Regions from separate parts of the Mus musculus genome. Here region 1 is linked to region 2. The links are chromatin contacts, called in public HiChIP or PLAC-seq maps. All regions are on one chromosome and are shown on one strand. The core of a region is the stretch at or near the end of the contact, and the rest is flanking DNA. Distances in the headings are between cores, read along the strand shown. Region 1 overlaps Dguok (deoxyguanosine kinase). Region 2 holds the start of Bola3 (bolA-like 3 (E. coli)).

Region 1 (2,955 bases), core at 53-2,552, 140 kb before region 2:
GGAAGGGCGAAAGTGTCATTCCCTCCTGGGCTGGGTTAGTGGAGGTTTACTGACTGCCTCCTGCACTCAGGAGCCAGGCTCAGCCCCAGGCCAGTCCCGGCTCCATGACAAGGCTACTGCAGCAAGGACGACATATGTACTCACAAGTGTGTGTATGTTTCGGAGGACAGTGATTGCAGGGAAGAAGAAATAGAAGCTTTCTGATTGAATTAACATCAGTGTGGCTTTAGAACAAAGCTCTGGATTGCTGGGTCCTTCAGCCCTGTTCTGTCTGCAATCCCGCAACCCCCTCTCTTTACCCCCACCTTCTGCCCACCACCAGCAGCTATGGAGAAACAGGGGAAGTGCCTACCTCAGGAGAGGTAAAGGCCCCTTTTATAGGCTTAGTCATTTTTCTTTGTAAGATGTAACTTTCATCTTCAGTTGTCTGTGGAGAAGTTGGCAGCACTTTCCAATTCTTGTCGCCTTCAGTGAGCTTTAGCTAAAACATTCTAGTCTGGGCAAGTTCACTTTTGGAGTTTGCAAATTAGCTTCTTTGTGGCCTCAGAGAAACAGTTCAGAAGGCTTAGAGCTGTCGACTACTGAGTGGCAATCACCGTCCTGAGCATCTCACAAGTAGATCTCAGTCGTGTCTGCCATGTGTTGAGAGGCAGGTATCTTCCCAAGGCAACATGGCCTGTGGAAGCTGCAACGAGGATCAGACTCTACAGAGTCATTTTACAAAAGCCACTCTCTTAAAAGAGACACAGCTTTGCAGTTTGCACTTCCCTGAGCCAGTCACACAGCAGTTTGGTTTTCATGGTTTTCAGAAGTGGCCAGTTGCTGACCATTGCCTTAGACCTGGAGTTCATTATTGCAGATATAAATGTGTTTTGTATCAAGCTTTAACAGCAGAATTGACCCTTTTAAAGCCATGGTTTATACAGTTCTGATCTCTCAATTTACCAGATCTTCCTTTTCTTGTGGAAGTAAGCAAAGAAGGAAGTTAGTTTGATATTCAGCATTAGCCCTCTTTGATTTGATTGGAAGCTCAGCAGAGGAAGCTAGGTTCCTGTATGCTCCGGAGAGGAGGTTGCTCTCCTGGTCCTACTGAAGTCAGCTCCAGAGCTGACACCCTTGCTTTTCAGCAACAAAGCAGCATGGCTCAGCAGCCGAAGACTCGGCAGTCTCACTCTGAAGTGCAGTATGGAAGGGTGGCTTTAGCCTACGTTTACTTGGGTTTTGCTTGGAATCTTGCTGTAGTAATGAGGAAATCTCAAAGGCTCAGGTTTCCATGCACATGCCATGTGTCTTGGCCAGCTTCCCTTTCTACAGTCCCTCTCCTTGTAGTGGGTTGCTCCGTGTGTAGGCCCTAGCACGGCCTGTGTAGGTGCTGTTTCTCATTACAGGACTGAGCAGGATGGGAGCTGTAGACTGGGAATTCAGATTTCCAGGGCTGGAAAGACAGTCCAGCAGCTAAGAGCATTTGCTTCTCTTCTAGAGGAGCCAAAGTTCATTCCCCACACCCACATCAAATGGCTCACAGCTGCCTGTAAGTCTAGCCCAGTGAATCCAATGTCTTCTTCTGGTCTCCACAAGCACCAACTTGTACTTACACAAACCCACCCAGAAACATACACGCACACATAAATAATAAAAATACAGTTTTTAAACTTTGAATTGATTCTTTGTGAGTTTCACATCGTGCATCTCAGCCCACCTATCTCCCCGTCCCATAGTATCTGCCCTCCAAACTTGCAACCTCCCCTCCCAAAAGAAAATAAACTCACAAACAAAAAAATAAACAAAACAAAGCATAAAAAACATCGTGGAAGCTGTACTGTGCCATAGTGTATCCCACAATGTACCTCTCTGTCCATACGTCTTCATTGTAAGTGTTCATGGCAGTGAGTCTGGTTGGAGGTTTCTGGCTGCTATCATACCATCAATATTGGATCCTCACTGGGGTTCCTCCTAGTTATCCTGTTGCTGCCCTGTGTCATGGCGACCCTGCAGCCTTGGATCTGCAGGACTGGCCCTTTCATGCACTCCAACAGATAATGGGGTGGGCCAACTCAGATCCCAGAATCTGGTCATAGGTGGTAGCTGAGCAGGTCAGCCTGCTGGCTCTTCCATATCTGCACTTCCAGGGTGAGCTCTCCAGCCCTGCTCCAGCTAGGCCACCCAATACTGCCATCAGCAGGAGGCAGGGTTAGCTCTCCTGTCATGCCCCCACCCACACCCCCAGAGCCAGCTCCACTGTGCTGCCCAGTCGGGCTCGGGGCCCATTCTCCCAGGTGCTGCAGCTGGCGAGGGGCTGGGACAGCTGAGCAGCTCACACCCATAGGCCAGCTCCACTGTGTTGGTCAGGCAAGGTGCAGGGCTAACTCTCCTGCTCTCATGACCTTGAGGCCAGCTCTCTCGATGACTACAGGTGGCAAGGGGGAAGGGGGCAGGTGGAAATAGGGTTGGGGGGCGATATTTTTTAAATCAGGTTATTTTTAATGGCTAATAAGAGCTAGAATGGTTAAGTGGTTTGGATAAGCATGAAACAAGCCAGTTACTGATTTTTCTGCTTTTCTCCCACTCCTGACTTTCTTCCTCCACCCCAACCTCCCACTCAACAATTCCAACCAGGTATATCTTTGCAAAGAATCTATTTGAAAATGGCTCCCTCAGTGACATCGAGTGGCACATCTATCAGGACTGGCACTCCTTTCTCCTGCAGGAGTTCGCAAACCGGCTTTTGTTACACGGCTTCATCTATCTCCAGGCTTCACCCCAGGTAACTCTGAGCCTAAAATCTTCTATAGGTGATGGTGGCATCTGCCTTAATCCCAGAATGAGGGAGGCAGATCTTGGTGAGTTCGAGGCCAGCCTGGTCTGCGGATTGAGCTCCAGGACATCCAGGGCTACACAGAGAAACCCTGTCTCTGTCTCTCTCTCTCTCTCTCTCTCTCTCTCTCTCTCTCTCTC
Region 2 (3,165 bases), core at 609-3,108:
TGGGTCACTTTGAGTTCCCCCTCCGTCTGAGAGGCAAACATTCGCTGCGCACAGTGCCACAGAGGGAGCTGGGAGAACACAGAGGAGGTCTGAACAACCGTGAGAAGGCACAGCGATGGTCCCTGCCCGAGCGGGGCGGGCACAGTACTGGGGCTGCTGGTGAGCAAGCACTGCTGCTGAAGGGGCCACAATCTCTCCTCAGACTCACCTGAAGGGCCAGAGCAGGGCGCTCACTACCTAGACTTTCAGGGATGTACCCTGGGTCTCTGTGGTATGTTTGTGTGTGTGAAGCTGCCCGTGTGTATGTGTTCACTGCAGTCAGAGGACAAGCACAGCTGTCCTTCTCGGGGATCTCGCCTTGTTTTTTTGAGACAGGGGCTCTCACTGGCTTAGAGCCCAGCATGTAGGCAGGGCGGCAGGCTGGCAGGCAAGCCCAGGGATCCACCTGTCTCGCACTCCCAGGATTGGGAGTTCAAGTATGTGCCCCCACACCTGGCTTCTGTTCTTAAATTTTTATTTTTAACTATGTGTATGTGCGTGTGTAAGAGTGTGTGCACATGGATGCAAGATCTTCAGAGGTTGGATGAGGGAGGGTATCAGAGCCCAGGACCTAGGGTTACAGACAGCTGTGAGTGGACTGACATGGATGCTGGAAACTGAACTGGGATCCTCTGCAAAATCAGGGAGCGCCCTTATCCACCATCTCACAAGGGTCCTAGGGTCACTCAGCCCATCCTTGTGATCCCTTTACCAACTGTGCCATCTCCCCAGCTCTCTCATTAGCCAATCTTAAAGGACAAGATGGAGTCTGTCCCTCTAGAGCAGCATCCCAGAGCTGATCCTCAGGCAGGTCCTCTGAAGCAGCGAATGAGCAGGTGAGAGGCATGGTCACTGGACATTAGGCCAAGATGCCTAAGAGATGGCTGAGATGCGGGCCAGGGGAAAGGTCTGGAGTTAGATGGTCTGTGTGCCGCACAAAGGAACGAAACCACGAGGCTGTGAGCCTGGACACATCTGCAAGGTTTGCCAGTGGGATTGCTCCTGAGATAGAAGCATAGCTGGAAGAACGGGATGGCAATGTAAAATCACTAAGAGCTGCAGAGTCCTCAAAGGAGGCGATCATCTTAGCACACCTATCCAGACTGACAAAAATCACACATGAACTGCCCTGGGCGTCCGTGCAGCAACAAAACTCCTCATGTTGAGTGATAGATTCAAGACCAGCAGGCAAATAAGGAGAGGTGGATGGGGGTAAAGCTAATGATGAGACTGTAAAGGGGAGAAAGAATGGGCTCTGTGGCTTACTTTATTCCAGGAGTTAGGAGGGATGTCATAAGTTCTAAGCCAGCCAGGGCTATAATTCGAGAAGCGGTCTCAAAAACCAACAGGGGTTGGACGAATTAGGAGAGCTCGCCCTGTGCTGGGCTTCTACTCTAGCCGGCAGGCTACAGAGAGTCAAGGTCAGAGGCCTGGTAAGCATACAATTGTAGGGTACAAGCTCGTCCCGAGTGCCCAGGACCAAAGCCAGGACTCGGGGCTATGACACCTATGTTTTCCTGTACATAAGGCAGCCTTTCCCAGGGTCTCTGTACTGTGACTGGTTATGGAACTGTCTCCCGATCCGCCTAAGTCCAGTAGCCCCCAGCACACCCGGTGCGATGCAGAGGGCAGGAGTGAATGAATGAGAACAAGGAAGGACCTCGGCCCTGCCCCGGGTCCCCAGCCTGACAACAGCCGCCCGAGCTCCCCCGCAGCTCCGCCCGAGCCCCGCCGGCTCACCCCGCGGCTCCCGCGCAGCAGAGGCGCAGCGGCCGCCGGGCCCCATGCCGCCATGCCCGGCGACGCAGCCCGAGGTCACGGTGCAGCCGGAAAGACGCGGGCACTGTGTCCAGAGTCGCCGCCCAGGCCGAGCCCGCCCCCTGCCGTCCGGAGGCCGCACCCGCACCACGGTCGCCACCCGGAACCGGCCGCACCTGCAAACATGGGCGTTCCCCGTCCTGCCTTGGCCTGGCTGCCACTGCAGGGTCCCCTAAATACCCCAGGTCGCACTCCTCCGCAGCCAGAACCCTGGGGTGCACAGAACAGGTTGCCCTCACCCCGAACATCCCAGTCAGTGCTCTGGGAAACTGGCTTCTTTCCTGATTGGAGTTGCTGTGAAAGTCTCAAGCCACCGGAGTCTTGTGTTCTAGAAAGGGCGGAGACTTTGTGAGGGGGCTGAAATTGGAGAGGGCAGACTGCTGCAATGGCCACTTGCCTGGGGATAGGGTTTGGCGGGGTATTCCAGGAGGGGTGGGAGTGGACATTTGTTTTGGATTTCTCTAAGTTCCAGGAGACACAAGTCACCACAGGCATAGTACGGCACCTCTAATCCCAGGGTTGTTTTGTGTTCAAAACCAGTCAGGGCTAAGGTGAGTGCCAGGCCGACTTTAGTTTTTAGTTCCTATCTCAAAACTAAAATGTGGTAGCTAATGCCAGCACTGGAGAAGCAATGGCAGGTCAGCCAGGGCTACACAGTGAGACCCTGTCTCAAAATCAAGCAAACAGAAAAATAAACCCTCCAGAAAAGGTAGGATTGGGAGTGCACTCCACGAGGGCTGAGTAACCACCAACCAAACCTAACTGGTTTACAGTGGGAGAATAAAAGCCCAAGTTCCATTAAGTCCTTGGCTTCTGCAGTAGTAACTGTTTACAGCCTCACATCTGGTGTAGCCTGCAAGAACTGTCCGCCTTTCGTCACTGCACCTGTGCCTATGCAGTCCGTAGCTATTGTGTGGCTTGGACCTAGAGTTGTTCTTTAAAGTGACCAATTAAAGTAGGCTTATTTATAGGCCCAGCATGGTGGCCCACACCTTTAATCCCAGCACTCAGGAGGCAGAGGCAGGTGGATCTCTGTTAGTTCAAGGCAGCAGGTTCAAGGGCAGTAAGGACCACATAGAGAAACCCTGTCTCGAAGCTAAACAAAGTGTTCATCCCTCCCAATGTTGAGTGACTCCTGTTACTAGCCCTCATCTCCAGATTACTTGATAGGCTTGATTCCTTAAACTTTATGGTTAGTGTAACTGGGAATAATTTATTAGCTGTTAAGTTTCCTCTTTTATGCCAAGAACACAATCAAAACTGTTTAAAATGTTTTCCAGCTGTATAGTGGTCCCTCTTTGCTACTCA

The links. HiChIP or PLAC-seq counts read pairs in DNA pulled down with a chosen protein or histone mark.
Region 1: a contact with region 2 is called in an H3K4me3 HiChIP or PLAC-seq map of bone marrow-derived macrophages, with 3 times the contacts expected there. The contact joins the enhancer-like site here to the promoter of Bola3 in region 2. A contact is called at or near these places in 8 of 39 promoter capture datasets (the 3T3-L1 cell line, the C10 cell line, cranial neural crest and 3 more), 3 of 15 datasets of contacts at CTCF or cohesin (embryonic stem cells and stem cell-derived epiblast-like cells), 55 of 484 Hi-C or Micro-C datasets (3T3-L1-derived adipocytes, the C10 cell line, CD8 T cells and 23 more), 20 of 115 datasets of contacts at active chromatin or transcription factors (the 230-238 cell line, the HPC-7 cell line, bone marrow-derived macrophages and 14 more) and 4 of 9 other capture datasets (adipose tissue, embryonic stem cells, liver and 1 more).

Annotation. Positions count from the first base shown.
Region 1 is chr6:83,486,793-83,489,747 of GRCm38.p6, reverse strand. It overlaps Dguok (deoxyguanosine kinase), which reads left to right. Exons shown (of 7, transcript NM_013764.2): 4 at 2,617-2,764. Among named protein-coding and RNA genes, the nearest start is that of Dguok, 19 kb to the left of the region's middle. Within about 2 kb of position 1,302, at least 18 of the 459 cell types and tissues checked have an H3K27ac peak or open chromatin away from gene starts, as enhancers often do. A contact at or near this core is called in bone marrow-derived macrophages and microglia, where this site is marked.
Region 2 is chr6:83,348,169-83,351,333 of GRCm38.p6, reverse strand. It overlaps Bola3 (bolA-like 3 (E. coli)), which reads right to left and starts at 1,858. Exons shown (of 4, transcript NM_175277.5): 1 at 1,780-1,858; 2 at 1-68. The coding sequence starts at 1,833.